2 separate regions of the Anas platyrhynchos genome follow, and region 2 is linked to region 1. The links are chromatin contacts, called in public Hi-C maps. All regions are on one chromosome and are shown on one strand. Each heading gives the region's core, a stretch centred on a gene start, on an enhancer-like site or on the middle of the called end of the contact. The rest is flanking DNA. Distances are from core to core; before and after follow the strand shown.

Evidence for each region. Hi-C and Micro-C count contacts between places; a contact is called where the count stands out from the background.
Region 2: a contact with region 1 is called in a Hi-C map of skeletal muscle, with 5 times the contacts expected there. The contact joins two enhancer-like sites. A contact is called at or near these places in 4 of 8 Hi-C or Micro-C datasets (F1 follicle, F5 follicle, liver and 1 more).

Annotation. Positions count from the first base shown.
Region 1 is chr4:5,655,398-5,662,223 of IASCAAS_PekinDuck_T2T, reverse strand. It overlaps LOC106018651 (a long non-coding RNA gene), which reads left to right. Exons shown (of 4, transcript XR_002404357.4): 4 at 2,556-3,922. Among named protein-coding and RNA genes, the nearest start is that of UGT8, 57 kb to the left of the region's middle. Within about 2 kb of position 2,678, at least 1 of the 8 cell types and tissues checked has an H3K27ac peak or open chromatin away from gene starts, as enhancers often do.
Region 2 is chr4:5,763,785-5,770,610 of IASCAAS_PekinDuck_T2T, reverse strand. No RefSeq gene overlaps it. Among named protein-coding and RNA genes, the nearest start is that of ARSJ, 27 kb to the left of the region's middle. Within about 2 kb of position 4,315, at least 6 of the 8 cell types and tissues checked have an H3K27ac peak or open chromatin away from gene starts, as enhancers often do.

The DNA of each region.
Region 1 (6,826 bases), core at 1,429-3,928:
GTAAGAAACCTGGAGAAACAGCGGCCTCCCAGAAAAGTCCCTGCTAAGTGGAAGTTCACCTCTACCTCCCAAGCACCAATGTTGTGAAATACGTATGTTGAAAAAAAAAAACACAAAACATACGGAGAGGTTACACGGGTGGGAAAAGGGGAAAAGGGTGCTGCCTTTTTGCTAGGTTGTGCAATGAGGTGTTGAATAATGAGTGCATCTTTTGTGCTGCTTGGGTTTTGTGGTTAGATTGCCACAGCTTGCACTTGGCTCTTTGCTTAACAAACTTCAGACAAGATCAGTAGCCAAGCAAGTACTTGGCAAACATCCAGCTCCGCATGAAGGATATTAGCAGTGATGCACGAGATATAATCTTTGGCTTTGCTGGAATTACATGAGGAAGGAGCTGTCAGGAAATGAGCCCTGAAATCCTCAGCGACCTGCGGTGGACTGGGCCACGTGGTCCGAGGGCAGCTGCTGGGGAGTTACGGTATCTGAGGTATTTATGGCAGGTGAGGTTACTGAGGTCTCAAGAAAGCTTCTCTATGAAGATGAGATGGGCTGTAATATAGTCACTGTTAAAGCTGAAGAGGCGTGACCTCCATCTGGGTCAAGGTTGCGTTGCTTCACGCAGTCGTATATGTCACCTGCATGCCATCTGCTCTTTGCTCCACGTGTTGACAAAACCCAGGGGTGGCCATGACCCTTTGCCTGCCCTCCTCCCCCTGATGTCCTGCCCACCCAGACTGCTTGGGAAAACCAACCCCAGAAGGAGCGATCTGGGGCTCCTTAGCACAATTTCTCTGTTACCCATGTGGACTGTAGGCATTTTCCAGGCGACCACATCCCAAAGGCAGTGACCGTGGGGCCTGGTTGCGAGGCCTGTGCCTGGCCCTCTGCTCCCGGCCTCTCCTCAGCTCTCCGGAGCTGCCATGGTCTGGGAACTCGCAACTGAGTGTTTTTTGGAACAGCAGAAGCGAATTTGTTGACACTGAAGTTGTTTGTGAGGAAGTACGAGTCTCAGGAAAAGAGAGGCTAGCTCCCAGGATGGAACAAAGCCGGCCCAGCCTAACCACGGCACAAGGGCGAGGAGGAGCTGTGGCTCTGCAGCAGCGCAGCACAGAAGGGCTCAGGGAGGTGTTTTAGGCGAAGAACGATATTGAGGCAAAAATAGAGGGATAGAAGTTAGCCTGGAGAATGCTTAAATTCCTAATTTTCTAATTTTAGTGTGCAGGTGCAGACCAGGATTCTAGGTACAGTTAGGAGAGGGGAATGCTTCTTGGTTTCACCCTGGAGCAGGATGGCTGTGGGGAGCCCTGGGGCCCCTCTCCTTCCCCCCCTACCCCCTCTACTTCTGGACATTTCTGGGGCTGGAAATAAATTAGAAACAACGCTATTGTGCTGAAACAGTCCCCATATGTATTTCCTAGCGGAACCTTTGCTTCTCTCTGTTACTTCTTTTAAACGATTGCAAGCTTTTATTCGTGAATTGCCGGTTTGTGGCTTTTTTTTTTCTTCTTTTCTTTCTCTCTCTCTCTTTTTCTTCACCCCCCCCCGAGCCGTGTGCGGCCGTGGCCGGGGCTGCGCTGCCACCTGGCGTCGCCGCCGCGGGAGGGCGCGGGGAAGGCAGGGGCCGGCCCCTCTGCTGCACCCCCGGCTGCACCAGGCGGGAGAAGGGACCGAAACGAAATGCAACAGAAAAATAGCATAATCCATCGATACATAATTTAAAAGTTAAATGAAAAAAAAAAGAAAAAAGCACACGTTAATTAAATAAAATGAATAAAAAAATAATAATGATGATGTGGAGCAAAACTACATTGCTAGCATCGAGCATCTCCCCAAAGGCTGGAACTTCCTCATGTGCAGGAATTTCTTATTATATGTAATTACATATCCTTTACTATATATTATTATTAGATAGTTCAGCTGGGATTTGAGCACTGCTGCAGTAAGCTATCCCTGTTGCTATCACTATCCCTATCCCCATCCCTGCTATCCCCCATAGCCCTTTGCCAGTGTCCTGCTCTCTTCTTGCTCACCCCCTGCCCCCCAAGCTGGAGCCCCACTCTGCAGGTTTTCGGGGTCCCAGCGTGGGATGTGTGTGTGCAGACGGCCCTGCTTTGGTTTTGCTGCTGACAGATGAGATATCCCTGTGGTCAGTGTATGGGGAGTGCTTCATTCTGCTTACTTAGGGCCAGTAATGTTTTCTGTAGAGTTGATATGCTTTTAAAATAAATATAAAATTCAGTATAGATCATACAAATGAACAACTGCAATTATTAAAGTGGAGCTCTCTGTCTTCATCATGTCCATGTATTATCACCTTTCTGCCAATGGACCGCTGTGGTACAGGGGATTAGTTTTCTCACTAATTTCACATCGTGACATTAACTGGGTTTTACAAGTCTCAGTGTGCAGAATTAGGCCTTTGCTGTCAGATGCAAAAATCATCGCAGCTAATATGCCTGACTTTGGAGTTGAAGGCTGGTGAAAGATAAGGATAATATTTATTTGTAGCAGAATATGCAGTAATCCTCTTTTCTAAGAGATTGTAAACCTTGCAGGCTCCAGCTGTGGTTTTCAAGTCTTGCTGTTTTCTGGGATGGTGCCACGTCTCCAAAGAGCTAAGGAGCCTTTTCTCCTGTGAGAAATCCTCACCGGGACTTGCTTCTGAGTAATCACAGCTCAGGGTGAACTTCCAGGCCAGAGGGATGAATCACAACCATCCTTCTGTAGCATAAACTTACGGTATCACTCCAGTTTCCAGTCTGCTTCATCCGAAATAATCGGCTGGCATCAGCCTGCAGCACCTTGTGGCAGACAACGCTGACCTGAGATGTACCTGATCTTGTGGCTTCTGACGAGTGATATGGCTGCTGACGTGCAAGTTTGAGGTCTAAATAACACTGACTCCGGTCCTGCAAAATTAAATAGAAAATATTTCTCTCTCCTCCAGCCCCGTCCAGGCTTTTCCTCCCAGTGCACTGGGGATACGCTCACAGATGCCGTTTTGCTAAAAGCCGGATAATACTGAGTGCTGTCTGAAACCGAATACAAGGCAGCAATTCAGGGGGATGTTTCTGTTGATGCCATGAAGCACAAAAGCACAATTCAAGTGGAGCAGCCAAATCTCAGGGATGAAATTGCAGCCCTTGTATTGTGCTGAGGATGGGGCCTTGTTTTACTAATCTACTACAGCTCTGCAGGGCTTTCAATTTTAAATATGAAGAAAAGAAGATCTGGATGTAAATGCAGTGGCAAATGGGGTTACTCATGACAAAGAAATGTGCTACAGAAACTTAGCCAGGCAGAGATTTCTTTTGGACAGGGGAGTCACGTCCATGCACACATGCACAAATGCAAGTTCTCGGTTTCTCTCAGCCTTAGGAAGAACAGCTAGATGTGGTGCTGCCTCCTTTGAGGGTTGGTGTTAAGGTACCAAAGGTTGCATCTTTCCTCTTAATTATGCTGGATCCTCACTCTCAAAGGCACATGTTTTCAAGCTGTATTGCCACCTTCATCTTTTTGTGTGTGTTGAGGAATTCCTCAGCTTCCTAGCTGAGAAATGAGCATGTTTTCTCTAAGTATTTTCCCTTGCTGTCAGATGCAAAAATAGAGTAGATTATATTGAGTACAGTGTAAAATCACATGCTAAGCACCGAAGGACAGTTGCTGTTTCAAGGCTTCAGTGTATTTCTTCCCTATGCCCTTACTCAGGAAAGATGCAAATGAGCTGTGGAGTGAAAGTCAATGTATATCGCAAATAATATTTTGCTCCTGATAAATTAACACACTGACCTCCTCAAGGTGCTTTTGAAGGTTGTTCAAAGCATCGGTGGCATTGTTGAATGGCTTTTCTGTGACATTCATCATCTAACCCAAAAGGATTCTGCAATAGTTATAAAAGGGAAAAAAAAAGTGAGCAATACTTCAAAGGCTCAAGAGGAAATACGTTTGGCCGGATCTTGCTCATTATAAAGTACCTGGGAATGTTTTATTTCTGAGAGATGCTCTCCTCAAGCTCTGTTATTTTATACCAGAGGAAAACCTCTGCCATAGTTTAGTGAGTCTAGTGTTAAGCCAGATGAAGCTGGTGCTAACAGGGGGCAGAGTTTGCGCTGTCTCTGCGGGCTGCATTCTGGGCGAAGCAAGGAGGTTGCTGCTGCAGGAGGCTGGCTGCTGCTGCTGCTGCAGGATTTGGGCAAACCAGAGCTGGGGCTGCTACGTTTCAGGGCTTTGTCAGTTTTGGGCAGCACTCTGTGCTCCACGCCTGGATCTCAACAGCCAGGATTTAGGCAGATTCTCTTTCTGAGGCAAAATGCGGAGAATTTGCCATGATTAATCATTCTTCTGAGATTTCAGATGCATTTAAATCCACGACGTGGGGGAAGATACTGCAGGTTTTATAGCTTAAACAGCACCTCAGGTCTTTTATCAGCAGAAATGAATCAGACCATCAGAGGAGCGAAGGGTTTTAATTCCAGGTTCTTATTTTGATTTAACCCATACACAAACCATCCTGCCATAGCGGTGCAGTTTATTGTGAGACGATTCATGTGGCAGATGAGTTTCCCCCCAGGACATGTTTGCTCCTCATTTTGTTTGCAGTCGCATGCTTTTGGTCTAGCAATGCTTTTTGTTTCAAACTTCATTAATACAGTGAGATGTTTACCCGTATCAGACTGCGCTACGTGACTGCTTACGAAGGGAAAATTATTGCAAAGAAGATTAAAACACATCCTAGGGACAGCCTGAAGTTCCAGGGGCTAGTTTCTAACTCAAAACAAAAAAAAAAACTAAAAAAAACACAGCACACATCATATTGGAAAAGCAATGGTGCGATGCAAAGACACAAGTTGCAAGCATGCAGATCTATCGCTGTGTTTGGGAGAGGATGTAAAGCTTTGAAGAAATGCAGGGCCTAATTCTCCTGCCACGGCATTGTCCTGCTGACCTCGGCGGAGATGTTCCTGAATGACAAAAGTGAAATCGTGACCCTTCAGAAGCAAAGTCAGTCTTCAGAAGGGTGTAGGTGTGTATCTGTGTGTATTAAGTCTCAGCTACTAAACTTTTGTTACCTGCAATGAATCTGTGTGGGGCCAGGCAATTGGTGACTTTTTTTTTTTTTTTTTTTTTTTAAACTTTTAATAAATCTTGCATTGTCAGTTGGCATTTTAATAGGCTTCAGGCTGAAAGCTTAGTCTGTAAAAGTGCATGTCAAGTGCTTGATGGGTATAAATTGCAATACAAGAGAGGCCTATGAGGCTGGAGGATGCAGGAGGGAGACATTTCTATCTTCCATACTGAGGAACTGGACTGTGAAATTAAGCATATGGTTTTGCAGCCTTGTTATTTTGCCTTTCATTTCTTGGAGTTCCAGTGCTGTGTACATGTTCGATTTATGAAGACACCCAAATAGATAAGAAATCCTCTGTGACAAAGACAAAAAGCCAACAAACAAACAAAAAAGCTATAGGAAGGAGGTTAAAGAGCACAGAAGTCTGGTATTGCTTTAGAAAAGCCCTCAAGAAATACAGATGTTATCCAAATGACATATAGAGTACAGCATCTTTTTCATCTTCAGGAAGGATAAATGTATGAAATATGCTGTTCTTAAATACAAGGCAGAAAACGTTCCTCAACACATGTCAAATCTCATAGCTCAGCGTAATCCTACATGTGCGATGTGAGATTGAATTGTGCCCCATTTTCTCAAGTTGTTCTGATAGATTGGCTTTCAGATTCGCTCCTTGTCTTGCTGTGGAGCATTTTATCTCCTTGCTTGGCCTTAGTCTTTTGCTGTTGCATGATGTAAGGTCTGACAAAACTTTCCACATGGGAAAACGGGTGGGTTCGCTGCTCTTTGCAAGGGGAGGAGGAGCTGGAAATGCAGCAGTGCCTTTTACCTGTATGTGAGGTACCCCCCGGGGTGAACCATGGGGATCAGACAAGGAATGATGGGCTGCACTTGCAGCAGGAAAGATGTCAAGGACATCAAGGAACTGCACGGGCTTGCCGGGCTCTGGTGTCAGTAGTAGACTGTTCAAAGCACCTTTCTGCAATGCTGTAGGTGCAACTCACCTTGGTTTGGGGCAAAAGGATGGACGGGGAGACCTTTTGCAGTCTTTTCAGGCTCTCTTTTTCTCCATTTCTGTGATGATGAGAGGAGGGACTCCACTCTCCTCAGTTTTCTGCTAGAGTCAGTTGCTCATCCCAGCCTCAAACATTACTGAGTCTTTTGCCTGTAATGTGGTGCATGTCTGTAGCTTGCCCCTGCACAGGTGAGTTTCAAGTCTTTTCATTATTATCTTCTATTGTGTTGTTTGCTTGTTTGTTTGTTTGTTTTCTATTTATTCTACAAGCAAACAAACAAAACAAAACCAATCATGCTCCACGTTGCTCATGACCTATAGTTTGGTTAACAGATAAATCAAGACCCAAAGGTTTAAATGAAGGAAGGCAAGGGGACAGCCTGTACAGAATGGAAGTGGACAGAGATAAATAGGACAGATCACAGTTCGGAGAAGTCAGTCGCATATATTAAAATAATGTAATTCTGCTCTTTTCTGGCTCTTGGTGTACGCAGAAAGCTAGACCTTGTCAAGCTAGGCCGGGCAACATTTCTGCCCAGCCCTGTCTAGTGAGAGCAATCAGTAGCAGAAAACTGGGGACAGCAGACAGAAAACGAGGCTGTTATGGTCAGTGCTTCTCCTGCCAGCTCCCAGCAGTCGGTGCTTCAACAGCTTTTTTTTTTTTTTTTTTGAAACTTTCTGCAAGGGCTCCCCGTCTGTTTGGGTGATGCTTGGGAAGAGCCACATGCACGGCAGTGGGGACA
Region 2 (6,826 bases), core at 3,066-5,565, 110 kb before region 1:
AGATTCAGATCCTTCTCTAATATGTACACGTAGGCATTGAAGATTGTATCCTCAGGATAACTGCGCATTAAATAAAAGACTGCTTACTGTTTATTTTTGGGTGAAAAATGGACATTATTTCTTGTTGTGAACCTGTCAGCTGTCATAAAGACAGTAGTGCAAAGACAAAGTAAATACTTGGATTGAAGCTGTCACTTCAGTGCTTACTGCATGTGCTGGTGACAGTGGTCTGGAAAGATTGAAACACTATTTGTGGCCACTCAGAAATGCAGTGAGCATGGATTCATTACTACTTGCAAATAGTTTTAGTCTTTGAGATGTTCACATAGTAATTCTGGGTACAAAGCAAAGATGTAAATATTGGAGAAATTTTCTAGGATCTAAAAAAGCAAACAAAATCAACAGAAAGCTGGAAAAATAAATAAATAAATAAATTTTTCTTGATTGACTCTAGTATTTTGTAATTAACCATCTGAAAGAAATTAATCATCAAATTGCCATAAAACTCTGGTAAAATCTTTTAACACTCTCAGTGCAGTGGGAGCATGATACAAGTATAACCTGGTAAATGTAGCATATATGAAGCACAATTGTTCATTGATAATATCAAATGAAATCAAACAAATGCAGTAAGCCTAATTTAGCTTAACTCAGACTTTGATGTTATACTCTATTACAAATAATTATTTTAGAAAAAGATTAAAATAAATATTGGGTGATCAGTAACTGGCTAAAGGAGAGGTGTTAGAAGCAGAAACTGCAACGGAGTCACCATTGATAGTCTTTTCTACAAACTATCTCACTTTGTATTTTCATATTGCTGATTTGCTTTATCAGTACAATTTTATTTTTTCTTGTTCGTTATTGAAAATACAATGCATTTCTGCTGACACATATACAGTAAACACCAGAGCAACACTGTTTAAACACCAGAGCCCTGTTAAAGCAATTGTGAGAGGATGTAAACTGTCTGTAAGCAAATTCACTCCGGAAATCAAGAGTTGAACCAGCCCTTCCTTTAAGGTTCAACTTTATTAAACAGCTGTTGCATTTTATAGATTCAAAAGAATAATGCAAGTAAGTCCAAATAAACCAAGTCTATCCTCTTCTTTAGGAGCGGGATCAAAACATTATTTTATTCTTAAGTAATCTTGGAATGAACGTTGTCTGATTATGTCTGAAAGCAGATTCTAGGGCTTTCCTGTAGATACCAGAAGCATCTCCAATAACTCTGTTTCAGTCTGAGATACTTTTTGACATTTTTTTCAACATTTTCCTATAATAAACCATCCTTACCCCAGGGCACTTATGTCAGTTGAGACTGTGCAAGGAATACATCTGAGTCTACCCTTAATAATAGTAAATCAATAATTTGCACGTGTAAAGAATGTGCCAAATGAAGGAAACTTTAAAAAGTTCTTTGTACACCAATTTCCTACTTCTGCTACTAAAACAAATGTGATAGGATCATTTTTAGTTAGGGGATTTTTTTGTGTGTGTTCTTTTCTTTGTCGTCATTTTTGTTTTGTTTAAACAGCGAATTATATATCACTGAGGCAGGATGAAGTGGAAGGAGATGAGGAAGAGTGCTGGGAGCTATAGCGCTGCACACCAAACCTAACTTTGATCGCTGAAGCTTCAAGTGGGTTAAACAGCTCCTCAGCAGGAGCACCTCCTGTGTAAATGTTAAACACAACAAAGCATATGGTTGCTGATATCATATTCACTTTACTGCAAAACAAATATCATACCTAGCATTCACCAGGACAAGTATACATAGCACTGAAATCTACAGCACGGAGTTTATCCAGTTTTTCTAATACAAACGGTTACGTCGTTTTCTCAAAGAACAGAAGAGAAAAGAATGGCTGGTTTTGACCATTACATTCCACAACACCTAAGTTTTGCTTCACAAAACATTAATTCAGAACAATGCAAGAATAGCTCCCAGTCTGCACCAACATGAGAACTCCTGGGTAAGGATTACAGATTACCCATGTGTGGAACATTTTCCTACATTCAGGCTGAATTGGGGCAGGAAGTAGAGAAGAAACAATTGGACACTGCTTTTTAGACAGAGAGCTGCTTGGTTAACAGAAGCTCAGCAAGTTCAAGGCTGTCATCTACTGTAGTGATAGCAGACCTCATCTTGGATGACGCTGAGTCTGCTCCTCTTTGTGAAACAATGCACAACATAAAATAGTTCTCAGAAATGAGGAAATCATTTTTCAAATTGTTAAAACCTTTGTGCAAACTGAACCCTTTCAGAACTACTTCTCAAATCTACCTTTTTACATGAACAGCCCCCCTCATAAAACAAAATGACAGAAGCAATGTGATTTCTTCCGTTATACTCTAAATGGACATCCCAGCTACAGGACTACAAAAGTGCTGATGACTAAAAAATACATAACACACATATGACACAAATACACACACATTTTCCAGCAGTCAGACATAATTAGCACAACGTTCAACTAGTTTGCATTTTGCATGCCCTTTCCTAACAAAGGGAAGCTTGTCAGCAGTTCTGATAAGCTGATGGAACTACACCTTATATGATTTAGAAACGTGTACAAAAATAGAGTAAAGGAAATCCTAGGATTTGCAAGAATATCTAGGTATCTCACTGCCATTTCTGAAGAATGTGTGTGCATTTGAGACAACACAAACATGCTCTTTTATATCTAGAGTAGCAGACTATATTTTAAAAAGCTAACTCAAACGTTCAAGGTTCCTGTTCAAACCTGTTCTTAAATACTGTATAAACTGGCATATATTCAAAAATGTAGAGATTAATATGATATTCACATATTCTTCTTCCTTCCAGAAATAAATATATATATATATTAAACAGACCTAAAATAAGAGAATAAATAGACAAGAAGTATACAAAATGAGCTTCTCCAAGTTGTGCCCCCCCCCCCCCTTTCCCTCCCTTAGCAGTTTAGGATTTAATCTTCTTTCAACAGTATTGTTTCAGGAATAGTGAATGATGATTTCCTGGGGTATGGTTGCAGGTCAAAATTTTCCCTCCTACATAAGAGTGCTTCTCAAGTCTTGGGATAGCTCATTACATGTTTTGTAACACTGCCAGAGAATCATGTTGCTGTATTAGCTCCTTTTACTGCTCTCTAATGCATTCATAAACCAGTCTTTTTTTTTTTTTTTCTTGGGTGGGCATGATTTGTCCCCATTCTCAGGCTGGTCTGTGACATGTTGCCTTCTGCCATCTGTGAGTGTCACCAACCTTTCTAACACCCCGCCCATTACTTGTTGGTCTGCATCCCAGCCTGTGGTACACACAAGCACACCCACAGGACACGTGCAAATTTCTGGCACTTCCAGCAGCTGTTTCCAGAGGAAAATACATGCGGGTTAAATCTTCAACGGAAGATCTTAGTCAGTAACACATGCTGCATTAAATGCACAGTAATTTGTTTTCTTGAGCTGTGCCATATTTGAGGGGTGTCATTCCTTTCCTATGGCATCACCCAGATTAGGGAACTCGGTAGGGCTCGCAGATTCCAGAGACTGGATGCACACCCTGCCTGCATCCCTGGTGTGTTGTAATCTGACCTCCTTACGTGCTCTGCACCGTGACCTCCATGCGAACAAGGGCTGAGCTGGGTGCCTGAGCGCAGCTGGTGCTGCACAGTACCACTAGGGAATGGCCTTGTCTCCTCCTTGGGCTGCTAGTACCATTGCAAGTTATAGCCAGGGAACAAATAAGAAGGTTGAGAGCACCAACACTGTCCCTTGGTCTTTTTAATTCTTACTTGGATGTCCATCCTGGGTGATAGGTTGTTATTCAGTCACTCTCTACTTATATTTGAAGTTATTATTATATCTGAAGTTACATGATTTGGCTTCTTCAAAAAATATTTGCAGTAAAATTGACTTCCCAACTAGGGGTGATAGCATTCTAAATTACACACCGTTTAATATAATTGTAGCATTTTACTTCAAAGCATTGTTTGCTCTAGTGTTAGTACAACTGTATTTATCTCCTTAACATCTACTTTAATAAGGGATTTGTTATTGGAAGTTGTACGGTTCATCACAATGCAGCAGAAGCAGTGGATGACCTTACCAGACTGTTAAGCAAGGTCGTCAAAACACCAAAGATCAGAAAAAATACCTGATCTAAACCTTGTATATGTTCCTATCAAAACTACCTTAACAATGGTGCTGTATGAACTCAGAACGAGTCGCAGCTAGTTAAGCCTTGGCCCTTGTCTGGAAATGCAGTGGAGCACCAGAATATGAGCAGTTCAGCAGAAACCACAATTCAGTGTGTGACACTGCTAGGTCCCTGTGTCACCATTTAGAGGTCCACACACAGCATGCTGAGGAACATCACTGAGCATTTCTTTATTTCTTTCTATCCCTCTTGTCCTGGTTTCAGTTAGGACAGAGTTAATTTTCTTCCCAGTAGCTGGTAGAATGCTATGTTTTGGCTTAGGATGAGCAGAGTGCTGATAACACCCCGATGTTTTAATTGTAGCAGAGCAGTGCTTACACCAAGCCAAGGACGTCTCAGCCTTTTGCTCTGTCCTGCCAACGGGCAGGCTGGGGGTGCAGTAAGAGCTGGGAGGGGACAGACCCAGGACAGGTGACCCAAACTGGCCAAAGGGGTATTCCATACCATCTGGGGTCATGCTAAACAATATATAGGGGTGGCTAGCCGGGGGGAGGGGGCCGGACTGCTCGGGGTTAGGCTGGGCATCGGTCAGCGAGTGGTGAGCAATTGCATTGTGCATCACTTGTTTGTACACATTAGTAGTAGTAGTACTATTATCATCATTGTTGTTATTACTGTTATTATTATTATTGTTATTATTATTTTCCTGTCTTAATAAACTGTCTTTACCTCAACTCACAGGCTGTACTTTCCCATTTCTCTCCCCCATCCCAGAGAGAGAGGGGGGGAGGGTGAGCGAACGGCTGTGTGGTGTTTAGCTGCCGGCTGGGTTAAACCACTGCACCTTCCTCCAGGTATTTTTTTTTTTTTAAGACACAGGTGGTTTCAGTCAAGGGACATTAAGAATAAATTGGGTAAGTGGGTTAGTAAAAGAAAGACAATGACAGATACCCCCCAGCCCCATGAGACAATGACAGCTAGAGTGACAGCAAAGGTTATATCCAGCAATACATTAACCGTGTAGCTGCAGAAACCACAGTAAAATATGCAGATTGGCAGATGTCCTAAAGGAAACTTCAAATTTGCTGTAGAATTGTATGCATATAGACTGCCAAGGTAAGGTTTTTCCCAGGGCAACAGGCAGGAATATCTATCTTTACCCTTTGCCTCCCTTTCTCCCTGCCATTTTACCCATTCAGGCTCTCTTGCTGTGCTTATCACCACAATTTCTTAATCCTCTCATCTTCAAGAAGCAAACAAACTAATAAATGTGTGATTAAGTCAGCTGTTCAGAAAATTTCATCCTGCTGACAGAAGAACATCTTATCACATGATGCAGACAACAGAGCAACATATAAGGACTAAGAAAAATGAAAACAAATCCTCAGATAACCATGTGGCCTACTCACATTTTTTGGAGTTCATTTGCTCCAATCTGGACACCGACACAGAGCTCTTTGCCAGGACACCTCCTCATTTTTCATACGGTAGACCTAAACAGTTAGCTCTAACTCCACGATACATAACATTTGTTTTAGTAAACAAAAGAAATCTTTCATAAACAGTTATTCCTAAATAGCTTAGAGCTTTACTCCTACAGCTCTGGTCAATAATTTCTCTCTCTCTTTTTTTTTTTTTTTTTTTAAGTTACAAAAATGCAGCCTACATGCTGCAGTGGGCAGCCATTTCTGGCAACGAACACTACTAAAAGGCATTTTAAAATGCTTAAAAAAAAAAAGATACTGTCACCAACAGTTGTGAAAATATCCAAAGCCTGTCAAAACATCAAACAACATATATGCTCATGTTCCTAAAGGAAATGACAAATTTTGGAAATATAATCGGTCCCTTTACAAAAAAGGCAAGCTGTGCCTAAGTATGCGAGTTATCCCCAGTACAGACATTGTGTATTCTCTGAAAGACGAAGTGGAGGAGGAGGTCTGCACGCATTCCTATAAATGCCCACTCCGACTGGCTCGGAGGGAATGCATGCTGCTAAGACATTCTTCAGGCTCTGAGAGTCAGCATCACCTACAGCCTACTGTAACAAACTGCAGAAGAATGACAGGCATCCAAGCTACAGCCTGCGTGTGTGCGCATGCACACACAAGCATGCGTGTGGAAATGCAAATGCAATCAGTCTGAAACTATTTGAGATCTTGGCCCGAGGTCCCCACACATTCAGGACTGATTTCTTTTTCCTAGGGATAGGATCTGTGTGGAATCAGAATAGCAATGGGGATGGCACCCCTACATCCACAGCATGGTGGTTACGGCCTCAGTGCGGGGGCTTACGTCTAAAACTTGCTTTCTGAGGGGATATAAAGTCCACTCCTCAGGGCAAAAATGACATTGCCAGCTTTCCCCGAGCATATTTGGTTTGACAATGGTGTTATTGAGACCACTGGTCAACTTTTAACATCAGAAGCATGCTCCGTTGTTCTGATCCTGTGGCAACCCGGCGGGCTCTGCAGAACAGAACGCACCCTGGGACCTTGGGGTTGTTTGCAACACGCACCCAGCACGGACACTCCATGTCATTTTGCATTAAGTGCCAGCACTGGTTTGTGCTCAAGGAAATAGATTCTGCAGAATGAGGACAGTGCTGCAATGTGAATGCCAAAGAGTTCTGTCCTTTCTCAGGCACGTTACCTCCTTGTGAAATGAGATTCTGAAGCCATA